3 separate regions of the Manis pentadactyla genome follow, and regions 2 and 3 are each linked to region 1. Evidence: chromatin contacts called from public Hi-C data. All regions are on one chromosome and are shown on one strand. The core of a region is the stretch at or near the end of the contact, and the rest is flanking DNA. Distances in the headings are between cores, read along the strand shown. Region 1 holds the start of LY6G5C (lymphocyte antigen 6 family member G5C). Region 2 holds the start of CFB (complement factor B). Region 3 holds the start of SLC44A4 (solute carrier family 44 member 4).

Region 1 (3,930 bases), core at 475-2,974:
TGAAGGGTCAGGAGACTAAAAAGCCTCCGTGAGGGAGACAGAGAAGAGGGAAAGAAGCAGTAGAAGAAGTCAAAGAGTGATGCTGCCAGGGACTGCTGCTGACGGGTGGGAAGAAGGCAGCCCAAGGAGAAGCTAGTGGGTCTGATGAACTCAAGGGTGCCAGAGGGCAGGGGCCTGTCTGCTGTGGGCTGAGGAGGGAGGCAGGTGCAAGGGAGACAGGGAGTGGCCCTGCAGGACAGGAAAGAGAAAGTGAGGGAACAGGAGCTTAGGGTTGGGGGAACCAGACTTGGGATGCACCTTAGCAGGCAGGTAGTGACCATCTGGTAATGGAAGGGGCCCAAGACAGGAGAAAGCAGCTTACTGTTCTTTATGAGGAGAGTCATGCAGCTGCTGCCAGGTGGGATGTGGCAAATGTCAGATCCCAGAAGGCACCCCAATCCTTTGTCTCAAAGAGACATCGATAGCCGTGCAAGTATTTGGGGAACTGAGCTGTATGAAGTGTTTGATAGCATCAAACTTACCTAGAACACACAGAAGTACTGACCCCAAACCCCTGCCCGCCTAATTACCAGTTTGGTTAACCCACTGCTTCCTCCCCACCTCCCCATCTCAGAAAACCATAAAACCATCCATCCTTAAACTCATCTGGCTCAAGCTTCCATCAGGAAGCTTTAGTCCTCATTAAAATCTTCATTGTCTGCTCTTAAACTTCCTGAAGCAAGGAACTCATTAATGAATTCATTCATTCATTCAACATGTATTTGTGGGGCTAATGCATGCCTAGCACCCTGCAAATTCAGAGGTTAGGCTGAGGCAGCCCATTGCAGCTTTGGGCAACCTTGTTAAAACTGTTTTTCCTTTGGGACTTGATTTCACAGTCACCCACCCCCTTGGGCTCTCTTTTGAATATGCTTTCTTAATCTGTAATATTCAGAAGTGAAAACAAAAATAAATCATCACAGGAAAGAAAGAATCTGTGCTTTGTGTAGACAGAAGACGTCAAGCAGCCCAGAACCACATTGTTTGTTTGGTGGTCCTATCACTGGACAGACTCATATTAAACTTTGTCCACAAAGTCCCTCCCCAACTATACATATACATCCCTCTCTTCCTCCAGGCCCAACCACATGCTAACCAGTTACTGGACCCAGACCCAGCAGCAGTATGCTCGGTGTGAGGCAAATAGGAAATAAATAGAAAACTTAATCCCATTTCTATGTAGATGGTACTTTGCAGCCAAGTGAGGTGGTGATCAGGCTGGATTCAGTTTTGTTCTACACTGTGGATCCTGCTGTTGTCATCTAGCATGTTCCCTGAACCCTCCTTATTCTGTGTTGTCCTCAGATTTGAATGCATTCCCTTTAGTATCTCCAGGTTACTGCTTGTTGAGTAAAACAGCCCTGGGGTGGCTGCTAGAAATCGCCATGAGTGAACATCAGTCCATTTATGATTAGTCCCCAGGCATTATCCCACTGAACCTACCCATCCCATCTTTCCTCCTGCCTGGGTTTACCTGAACAGCCTAGGCAGGTGTTCCCAGACACCTGGTGTCTGTGGGTTTCTCTGTCCAGCAGGCCAGGAGATCCTTTGACCCCTTAGAGCCACTTACCAAACACCAAGCTCACCATGACCAGAACTATTAAGAGACCCAGGGCCTGGGGGTTGCTGTGGAGGCCCAGGGGCCCCAGATTCTGGCTACCTGTGGGATCTGCCATAAAATGCATGGCTGCCCACCAGCCTCCAGGTTGGGTTTATATTGGTGGAAGAGAAGTAGGCCAAGAGGAAGGAGAGAGGTAACACCCATTGGGGGTGGAAATCAGTTTCAGAACAGCCAGAGGAACAGAGTGTCCTCACCCACAGCCGCTCTGGAGCCTAACATCCTGGCTGAGCGACAGGGGAATGACAGGGTAACTTTCATATTCATTCAACATTTATTGTATCACTTCATCAGATGTTGGGGATACAATGTTGCCCAAGGCGCTGCACTCACAGAACACACAGTCTAGTGGCAAAGAAGTCAACAAGCAATGATAGAGGGAGGGAGGGGTCAGAAACATGACCAAGGGGATCTCCGCCGAGGAGTAACAGGATTAAGATTTGTTTGTAAAAGATTATTGAGGCCAGGAAACCAGTCAAGACGCTATTCCTGAGTCCAGTCACAAGATGGCGGCCTAGTCTAGCAGAAGAGAGGCAGGGAAACACTGAATTTTTTGAGAGATTTAGAAACAAGACTGGACAGTTTGGACTTAGATTGAACATGGGTGAGGGAAGTGGGGACAGGTTTGCACAGGGCGTGATTGGTGGTACCATTTTCCAAGATGAGAAAGACCTGGCACTGTCAGAAATCTAAAAGCGAGAACGTTTGGGTGCCGTTGACCGTACGTACTCAGTTCTGTGTCCCTGTGGGTTCCGGAAAGCCTGTCTTAGCCTACGCCTAAGCTCAGCTGCAGGTCAGCAGCTCTGATCTCCGGCGCCCACCGGCTCTCCGCGCTTAATTGCACCTCAGGTCCGCGGGCCCCGCGTCGGGACTCAGGGGTCAAGCTCCCGCGGACACCCAGGGCACTACGCAGCTTCTCCGCGCGGCGGCACTGTGGTGCCACATCCCTCCCAGGCCAGGTGCCCGCCCACTTCCTCCGCCCGCGGGCCTGCTGGTCTCCCGCCTGTAGGTCATCCTCTGAGACTCAGGGGCTTGACTTTAGGGGTCAGTGGGCTATGGGAAGTCTTAGGGCGTCCGGTCTGGAGTTTTGGGACACGCCCTAAAACGGTCCAAGAGCAGCCAGGAGTCATCCGGCCTCGGGGTACTGATAGCGTAGAGGAGAGGAAACGGACGGAGACGCGCCAGGAAGCACGCACCGGGAAGAAACACGAGAGGAAAAAGCACACACTTCGCGCCCCATGAGGAGCCTTGGGATGAATGAAAGAAGAAAACTGTATTAGAGAAAAGTCAGAGTAATGGAGAATTGGGAGGAGTGCCCGACTCCTACATAAATGTCTGTTGAATGAGTGACAGTAATAAAACGAAAAGGATCGGAGAGGGCAAAGGGGAAGCAGAAGGGAATTGCACAGCGCCTTCTGAACCAATTTCTCGAATAAAACAGCGGTCAAAAGGCCAATGACTAGGGGGTTATGAGTGATTGAGTCGGGGCTTCCTGAAGGGGTTACCCTGAGAGGGCCGGGAGAACTTGCTGTGGAGTTACGGCGACCAAGGGCTCTGAGGGTACCGGCGGGAAATGCTGGTGAAATTCTGGGGCTGAGTCTTAGTTCGGAGGGGGCGTGGCCCTAGCGTCATTAATCCCGCCCCTGTTCGTTTCGCTTCGCTCCTCTCCACGCGGCAGGGTGCGGCCGCCAGAGAGGGAGCCACGAGGGTTCGTTGCTGTGGTAACGGGCTCCGAGGTGGCTCTCCCAGGGTGAGGAGGCGGGACATTACAGCAGTCGCCATGGTGACAGCAGGGGATGACTATATCCTCGCTGATGCCCCTCCCCCGGCTATGGGGTACCTAGGGGTGTGCAGGCGAGTGACGAAACAAAGGAGGTAGGGCCTGAGGACAGACCACCACAGTTGGAGGAATGGGGCGGTGAGAGTTAAGTTCGTTAGGGCGGCGGCCCGACGCCGCGTCTGGAGAGCAGCTAGGGGTGGGGATGTTTAACCAGAATATAAATGGAGGAAAAAAAATGAATGGGTTCTTAAGGGAGCTGGGATGGCTTGTTGATTGGATGGTTGGGTAAGTACCTGGCTATCATTGATGCCTGGGTCCCCCCAACACTCTATGGGGCCTTCACTCACTTGTGACAGCTGAGCGGGAAACACATGCTCCTCCCTGGGGCGTGGAGCAAGCCCTTAACCCAAACACAGCCAGAACCGGGTCCAACACCTCACACTGGGAGCAGCGCAGAAGCCTGCACCCATGAGACTGGGTAGGAGAAGGGATG
Region 2 (3,930 bases), core at 827-3,326, 200 kb after region 1:
TTCCCAGGGGATCCCAAGTCACAGTGGGGCAAAGACTTCCATATTGAGATGGTGGTGATCTCTTCGGGGTTCAATGTCTCTGCTAAAAAGCACCAGGGAATCCTGGAGTTCTACGGTGATGACATTGCCCTGCTGAAGCTGGCCCAGAAAGTGAAGATGTCCACCCACGCTAGGTGCCAGAATCTAGGATGGGAGGGTCCCTGGGATGAGGAAAGTGTACTGGGGAGCCCCTGAGGGGGAGCCCCTGAGGACAGGCCTGTGTTACCCTGGTCCTTCTCTCCAGGCCCATCTGCCTTCCCTGTACGGTGGGGGCCAATCTGGCTCTGCGGAGATCACCAGGCAGCAACTGCCGAGACCACGGTGAGTGCCGGGGCTTGGGGTGCACAGGATGCTGGGGAAAGGGCTCAGGGCTGACAGCATGAGGTGCGCTGTAGTCCCCAAGTCGGGAGTCTGGACACTGGGTAAAGGGATCCGCATCAATGCCCCCTTCTCCTTGATTGCAGAGAGTGAACTTCTGAATAAACTGAGCGTTCCTGCTCATTTTGTGGCCTTGAATGGGAGCAGACTGAACATTAACCTCAAGACAGGGACAGAGGTGAGTGTCTCAGGTCCCCCTGTGGGGGACAGGATTCCCCTGTGACAGCTCCCAGAAGGTCTCTCTTTCTCTAGCTGCAGCTGCTTTTCTCTGTCTAACCCTGAGCCACCCCTCCATCCAGGCCAAGCTGGACTGCCAGGTGTTCCCTGGGACTGCTCATTCCATCCTTCTCTACTATTCTGTCCTCCCCTACTGCAGTGGACAAACTGTATCAAGGATGTCACCCAAGACAAAACCATGTTCAATTTGTCAGATGTTAGAGAGGTGGTGACAGACCAATTCCTATGCAGTGGGATGCAGGAAGATGACAATCCCTGCAAGGGTGAGCCCCCGGCCCTGATTCCCAAGGAGAAGGCCGCCTGTGTCCCTGTGGCCAGCATGCATGCCAGGACATGGGTGCGCTGCCCCAGGGACAGGGGGTCAGGGTGAGAATCAGGATGACAGACTCTTGTCCCTCTCTCTGGCAGGAGAATCTGGAGGAGCAGTTTTCCTTGAGCGGAGATACAGGTTTTTTCAGGTGAGGAGAGAAGGGAGAGGCTTGTAGGTCTGGGGTTACAGGATCTTGGCCTCATGGGGAGCCAGGGAGGCCTCTGAAGGAACCAGGGAGGTTGGGGCTTGGAGCTGGGTCTGCAGCAACCTCCCACCCCATTCTCTGCTTCTCCCAGGTGGGCCTGGTGAGCTGGGGTCTCTACAATCCCTGTGGCAGCACCAATAAAAACTCCCGCAAAAAGGCCCCCCATGGCAGGATCCCTCCACCGCGAGATTTCCACATCAGCCTCTTCCGCCTGCAGCCCTGGCTGAGGCAGCACTTGGAGGGCATCCTGAACTTTTTGCCCCTCTAATCATGGCCACGGGCCCTTTTGCTGTCCTGCCGGGATCTGCCAGCTCTCTGGTGTCCTACCTCTTAACATCCTCCCTCAGACCCATGGCCCATCCTCACTCCCAGCCCTGAGTAAGTCCCAGCCTGCAGGGGTCCCGAGGCAGCACCTCCCATCCCGGAATCCTGGCACTCCTGCCGGAGCCAGCCCACCTCCTGCTCTATCAACTCACTCTCCTTTCCTTTTCAAGAGGAATTTCCCAGTTATGAAATTAATAAAAAGCAGAGATTTCCACATCTGTCTGTGCCTCTGCCTGGGGGCTGACCTGGGGGAAGAGAAAGGCAGGAATGGTTCCAGGAACCACAGGAGAGCAGGTCAGAGACCCTGCTGGACAAACAGTGGCTGGACTCTGCTCCATAACAGAGTCAACAGGGCAGTGAGCTGAGGGATTATTTCTGGTCCCTAAGGGGGCAGTCTGGGCTTGCTGGTGAGGAACTGGAGCTGAGAGGTGTTGAAGGGGAGAGTCCTGGATCATGGGCAGCAAAGGGTGGGGCTTGTGCAGTTTCTATTTCCTTGACTGGTGGCTCAGTGGGGCCCTCCCACTTGGACATTCCGGAAAGTGATGTGGGTAGGGCAGGGTGGGTGAGCTGCAGGTGCCAGAACACAGATTGCATAAAAAGCTGGAGGTTGCTGGGGACAGGGGAAGGGGGTGCGACCAGGCCCAGATCTGGAGTTTCAGCTTGAACACTGAGCCAACCAGACATGCAGCACAAGCCTGGGTTGGCCATCCGGCCTCCAGCCCCAGCCTCCCTCCTGCCTTCCATCGCCTTGGGGAACAGTCTCAAGCCCCGACTCTGCCTGGTACCCGTGGTTCTGGGCCTCTTGTTTGGAGGTAAGCGAGGGTCACTGTCCCCATCCTGATGCCCCCAGTATCCCTCGTTGGCCTTGTAAGGCCAGTCTTCATGAGCCTTTCTCCTTAGGTGTAGGCGCGACGCCATTGCCTGTGGCTGGGCCCCAAGGCCTCTGCTCTCTGGAGGGTGTAGAGATCAAAGGTGGCTCCTTCCGGCTTTTCAAGGAGGGCCAGGCACTGGAGTACGTGTGTCCCTCTGGCTTCTACCCATACCCTGTGCAAGCTCGCACCTGCAGAGCCACAGGGTCCTGGAGCTCCCTGCAGACCCAAGACCAAAAGATGGTCAAGAAGGCAGAATGCAGAGGTTGGAGGGCAGTGAGGGTGGGCATGGGCCAGCAGAGGGACAGAGCAGATGGTGGCCAAAGTCCAGATTAGGGTGAGATTAGAGTGGTGTTGAGACCAAGCAGACTAATGAGTTGGGCTGAGTGAGAGTAGGAGCCACTAGGGTTGGGGAAGGAGGGAGGAGGAGGGGAGCTAACCTTTACTAAGTGATTACCCAGTGCCAGGCTGCTCTGGCAGTTAAAAGAACACTCAGAAATAGGGAGGGAGGAGCAGCGGAACTCTGCACAGCTTGAGGGACCCTCCATGACCAGAGGTTAGACCCTGCTCCTGGAGGGCCAAGAAGTCACTGTTTCTTTGAGACAGGGTCTCTAAGACCAGGAAGGACACCCTAAAGGGCAGCCCTTCCCTCTCAGTAATTTGTATTTGTCCCCCTACCCCAAAGCAATTCGCTGCCCAAGACCACAGGATTTTGAGAATGGGGAGTACTGGCCCCGGGCTCCCTACTACAATCTGAGTGATGAGATCACTTTCCACTGTTATGATGGTTATACTCTCCGGGGCTCTGCCAATCGTACCTGTCAAGAGAATGGTCGCTGGGATGGGCAAACGGCCGTTTGTGATGATGGAGGTGAGAAGCGTGCCCTCCGTCCACAGTGGAACCCTCCCCTAACCACACTCCAGCCAGGGAACTGGCATGGTAGCTCTGGTGTTCTGCCTTGCCTATCGGGCCTCGGGCTTCAACCCTTACCTCCATATCTCACACCTGCAGCGGGGTACTGCCCCAACCCAGGCATCCCCATTGGCACAAGGAAGGTGGGCAACCAGTACCGCCTTGAAGACCGTGTCACCTACTACTGTAGCCGAGGCCTCACCCTGCGTGGCTCCCAGCAGCGAACATGCCAAGAAGGTGGCTCTTGGAGTGGAACGGAGCCTTCCTGCCAAGGTGACCCTTGACCTGCGCGCTCAGGTCAGATCCTGCTCTCCCATCCTCAAGTCCCCACACCAGGGACTGTCTTCTTCCTTTACTGTAATCCAGATCCTTCCTCACTTCTAAACCTTCCTTCTCACTTCTGAGACCCTCCCACCCTGGAAACCCACCATCCATCTCTCTGATCGCTGTGTCCCTGATCCTTCCAGACATTTGACCTGATTTTTGATATCTCCCAGACTCCTTTATGTACGACACTCCCGGAGAGGTGGCAGAAGCCTTCCTGTCTTCCCTGACAGAGACCATAGAAGGAGTTGATGCTGAGGATGGGCACAGCCCAGGTTTGAAGGCAGAGAGGGGAGGCAGGGCAGGGAACTGTGGGAGGATGAAGAAGGGG
Region 3 (3,930 bases), core at 642-3,141, 150 kb after region 1:
CTGAGATGTGGGATTCTGAGTCCAGCCATCTCAGTGACTCTCATGCCCCAATTCTTATCCTTCTTCCAGCCCTGTGCCCTGCCTAGGGTGGGCACAGATCTGGAGCCCCTCAGGCAGGTCACAGCCCCTCTCCTTACCTGCTCCTGGCCCTATGTCCACCCTCTGGCCTGTGGATATGGAGAAATAAATGGGAGCCAAAGGTATCACCTCCTGCAGAGCCTGAAGAAGGTGGGGTTCCCTGGAGACTCCCACCCAAAGGGACCTCAGGCCACTGCCAGTCTTTGGGAGAGCAGTCAGGGTGACACCTGAGCCTGGCAGTTGAGATTGTGGCCGCATCCTGTTCCTGGTCCTCCCTGAGTACACACAGGGAGGAGGTGGGGCCAGGCAGCCAGGGTCCCATGTGGGCACTGAGGAGGGAGGGCAGAAGGCTGGGCAAGAATGTGAGAAGGGGTGGGGTCCGTTCTCCCCAGGTTCTCTGGACTCTGTCCTGCCAAGGCTTTCTGGACATGAGGTCAATGATTGACCCAAAGCTGCTCCAGGAAGTCTCCCAGGAAGTCCTCACTGCTCCCTCCCCTAGCCCCCTTTGCCTGTGGGAGGCCCCTCCTTTGGAGTTCCCCTCCTACACACCAGGAGCTCAGGCCCCCCCAAACCCCAAAGGGCAGGTCCATCAGTCCTTACTGCTCACAGGTTCTCCAGAGGCTGGTCCCAGCCTTTTCCCCTCAGCCTCCCCCAACTCCTACTCCTAGGGACAGGTTGCCTGCCCTGTTCCCCACAGAGATTCTGCAGACAGGCTGCCTGCTCCTTCTCTCCTCAGGCCTTACCCTTCACAGGAAGCCATGAAACGCTCTGCCCCTATTCCTCAAAATACCCCAAGACAGGCATCCACTCCTAACAGCAACCCTGGAGGTAGCCCCAGCTCCTCACAAGGACCCCAGCACACCACACTGCCCCTGCTGCTAAGATGCTGGCAGCAGACTCCCTGCACCATTACCCCTAGAGCCCCCGCGTCCTGGCTGGAACTTGTCCTCACAGAGACCACAGACTTTCCTCCCAACGACCACAAATCTGGCGAGCTCTGTGGCACTCCCAGCTGCTGAGCCCCACCCCCTTGCTCAGGCTTCCCAGGGCCCTGCCCTGAGGGACCCAAATTCCAGGCCTGAAACCCCACTCCTTCTGGGGACTTCAGCCCCAACTCCTCATAGAGACCCCAGCTTCACTCCTCAAAGCTTCCCTAGCAATGGCCCCCAGGAGCTAGACTGTCCTCCTCCCAGAACCCTGACTCTGCCTCCTTCCATTAGCTGTTCCTGGGCCCTCCCCTCAGGGAGCCAGGACCCCCTTAGCTCCTCTCCCTGGGACCAGCAGCAACCACCATTCCCCAGAGCACGCCCAGGTGGTTATCCCCACCCTTGGCAGGGTCCTGGGCCTCCGCCCCAGCCTCACCGTGGGCCTCGGCTCCGTCCTGCTTTCCCCTCATGGCTCAGTCTCCAGAGTGACTGGAACCTGGGAGACCTGGCGACTCACCTGCTGCCGCCTGCCCCGCCCCACCCGCCCTCACGTCAGAGCCCCACCTCTGCCTGTGGTCCCCGACACTCTCTGGTTCCTCCTTCCCAACCGCTTGCCAGGAGGACAGCAAGGCTGAACCTGGGAGGGGGAATCAGGGCTGCTTGCTGAGGGCCCCATGGACCACAGCCTGAAGGACTTGGCATGCTCTTAAGACACTCCTGAGATTTTGCAAATTACCTCAACTGTAATACACTCAATGCCCACAAACTCCAGTCAAAGATAAAATGTTGAGATTGCCTTTCAGCCCTTGACCAAGCTCTGTCCAGTGGTCTCCCCACACTCCCCTCCTCCAGGTGGCTGTCCACGCCAGCCGCACCTGTTCAGCCTGCTTCCCGTCCTGCTCTGCCCTTTGAAGCGCACTCCCACTGGCTCTGTGTGCTTCCTCCCTGACCACTCCTTCCCCAGCAATCACCCAGACTGTTTATTACCAAACCCAGCATTTACTGAGAACAAAGGAAAACAGTTTGCAAAGAGTCCCGATTTCAATTCATCAAACTTTAGCTAAGGATGGGGAACAGGTGGGTAGCCAGCCCGGAAGTCACCCTCCCAGGGAGGAACCAGCTCTAGGAGTGCAGGACTGTCAGACCTCCAGGGCCTGGCTGGGGTCTCTGCCCAGGAATGTGTGAAGAGGCAGGGCAGAGAGGATGGCGGCCCTCCCAGGCATGGGCCGCGAGCAGCCAGTGGCAGAGGTGACTGCTGAGCCGGTGGCCATCCAGGGGCAGGGAGGGAATGCGTGGTCCACTCTCAGGGGTTGACAGGGGGCAGGGAGCTGAGCTCAGGCAGCAACTCAGGGTGGGGATCCAGGCGGGCCAGGCGGCTCTGCTCCAGGGCAATGGCCTCAGCTGAGTGCTTGCACTTCTCAGAGCCACACTGGCATGTGAAATACTTGCTTTTGATGTCCCAGAAGCGGTCACCGTAGTCAAACCTGTTAGAGGAGCACAAGAGGCTTATAGGACCCAGACCCAGCCGCCAGGTCCACCCCAGAGCAGCCACACCCATCTTCTGACAGGCTCCAAGTCCTCATATAGTTTATGAACTTTCAGTACCAGAACTGTCTGGAAGTTTGTTAGAAATGTAGACCTGGGGACCCTGTTCCCAAACTACACTCAAAATCTGCGTGGCTCAGGCTCAGGCCTGTTCAAACTGATGTCTGAGCAGCTCTACTCTAATGGGTGCCTGGTCTCAGCCCTCCGCACTTCCCACACCTCCCACCATCGCCGGCCTTGTCCCTGCCTCACCCCAGCTCCTCCCCAGTCCGGATGTCTCTGGAACTGAAGAAGGCAATGCGTGGGAACCGCAGGTCCTGGTGCAGCATGAAGACCCGGACAGGGATGATGTTGGGGTCACACAGGTGGTTGATGAAGCGGCTGATGTTGCCATAGTAACGGGCATCAATGCAGTACACCTCTCCATCCTGAGGGGGGAGGGTCTTCACATCTACCACCTCCCAGCTTGCCAGGCCCCCTCCCCAGGTTTCAACCTGCTGACTGGGAGTAGGGACAGTGGGATTTCCTGCCCACCTTGTTGTCTAAGTCAAAGAGATAAGAATCATCCTCTCTCACATCAGCCTCGGCATCGGAGATCAGTTCTCCGACATACCTGTTGGGCAAGAAGTGGTGGTTCTGAAGGTGAATAGGGGTTGTCAGGAGCTGGCTCCAGGCCCCTCTCCCCTCCCAGCCCCATGAATCCTCCTCCACTCTTGGTCAGCTGACCCAGACAGTATGTTTCAATCTCACAGATCAGCACGTCTGGCCTGGGGTGGGTAGGCAAAGCACAGTGGGTCCAGGGCAGGGAGGTCTGACAGCCCCTTTGCCCCAGAGACAGCACATCACCTGGCAGGGGAAATGGGTGGCTCTCTCTGGAGGAAGGATCACGAAGAGGAACATGGGGACACAGGCATGTGAGGGAACACAGGGCACACTCCTGCCAGTTGGGGTACCCCTTGGACAGCTGGACAACAGGCAGGACTGGCAGATGTGGGCAAAGTCCAGCAGGTGTGGGCCAGGGATGAGCCAGAGGAGCAGCAGTGGGAAAGTCAAAGGGAAGGGCCCAAGCCATGCTGAGCCACTCAGCGGGCATGAAGATGCCAAGCCTCTGTGGGTAAGGGGGTCAGTATCTTTGGGCAGTTGGCTTGAGTGGGAAATAGTTCAGGTTTAGATGCTTGGAGATTTGTGGACTAGGAATCACCAGCAGGTGGTGACTCCAGGTGCAAGGACAGGTGAGGAGTCAGGGTGGCAGAAAGGGATGGAGCCACCTACATTTGGAAAGCAGAGGCAGAGGAGCTGGCAGAGGAAGGATGGGTGTGTTGGAGGTGAGGTTGGCATGATGGAGCCAGAGCAAGGGGGTGGCAGATGCCAAGAGAACAAT

Evidence for each region. A called contact is a pair of places that touch in the nucleus more often than the background predicts.
Region 2: a contact with region 1 is called in a Hi-C map of blood, with 2.9 times the contacts expected there. The contact joins the promoter of CFB here to the promoter of LY6G5C in region 1. A contact is called at or near these places in 3 of 3 Hi-C or Micro-C datasets (blood, fibroblasts and skin fibroblasts).
Region 3: a Hi-C map of fibroblasts shows a contact between it and region 1, with 6 times the contacts expected there. The contact joins the promoter of SLC44A4 here to the promoter of LY6G5C in region 1. A contact is called at or near these places in 2 of 3 Hi-C or Micro-C datasets (fibroblasts and skin fibroblasts).

The regions. Positions count from the first base shown.
Region 1 is chr16:41,932,374-41,936,303 of mManPen7.hap1, reverse strand. LY6G5C (lymphocyte antigen 6 family member G5C) reads right to left here and starts at 1,724. Exons shown (of 4, transcript XM_057493877.1): 1 at 1,610-1,724; 2 at 442-489; 3 at 362-439. The coding sequence starts at 1,724. It overlaps ABHD16A (abhydrolase domain containing 16A, phospholipase), which reads right to left. Exons shown (of 20, transcript XR_005022753.2): 19 at 3,785-3,897; 20 at 1,965-2,904.
Region 2 is chr16:41,734,812-41,738,741 of mManPen7.hap1, reverse strand. It overlaps CFB (complement factor B), which reads left to right and starts at 2,076. Exons shown (of 18, transcript XM_036875496.2): 1 at 2,076-2,305; 2 at 2,394-2,627; 3 at 3,048-3,233; 4 at 3,375-3,548; 5 at 3,773-3,874. The coding sequence starts at 2,176. It overlaps C2 (complement C2), which reads left to right. Exons shown (of 19, transcript XM_057493697.1): 14 at 8-173; 15 at 284-360; 16 at 504-595; 17 at 794-917; 18 at 1,063-1,112; 19 at 1,261-1,707. The coding sequence ends at 1,437.
Region 3 is chr16:41,783,996-41,787,925 of mManPen7.hap1, reverse strand. SLC44A4 (solute carrier family 44 member 4) reads right to left here and starts at 1,891. Exons shown (of 21, transcript XM_057493699.1): 1 at 1,569-1,891. The coding sequence starts at 1,680. It overlaps EHMT2 (euchromatic histone lysine methyltransferase 2), which reads right to left. Exons shown (of 27, transcript XM_036875485.2): 25 at 3,084-3,162; 26 at 2,802-2,977; 27 at 2,033-2,488. The coding sequence ends at 2,308.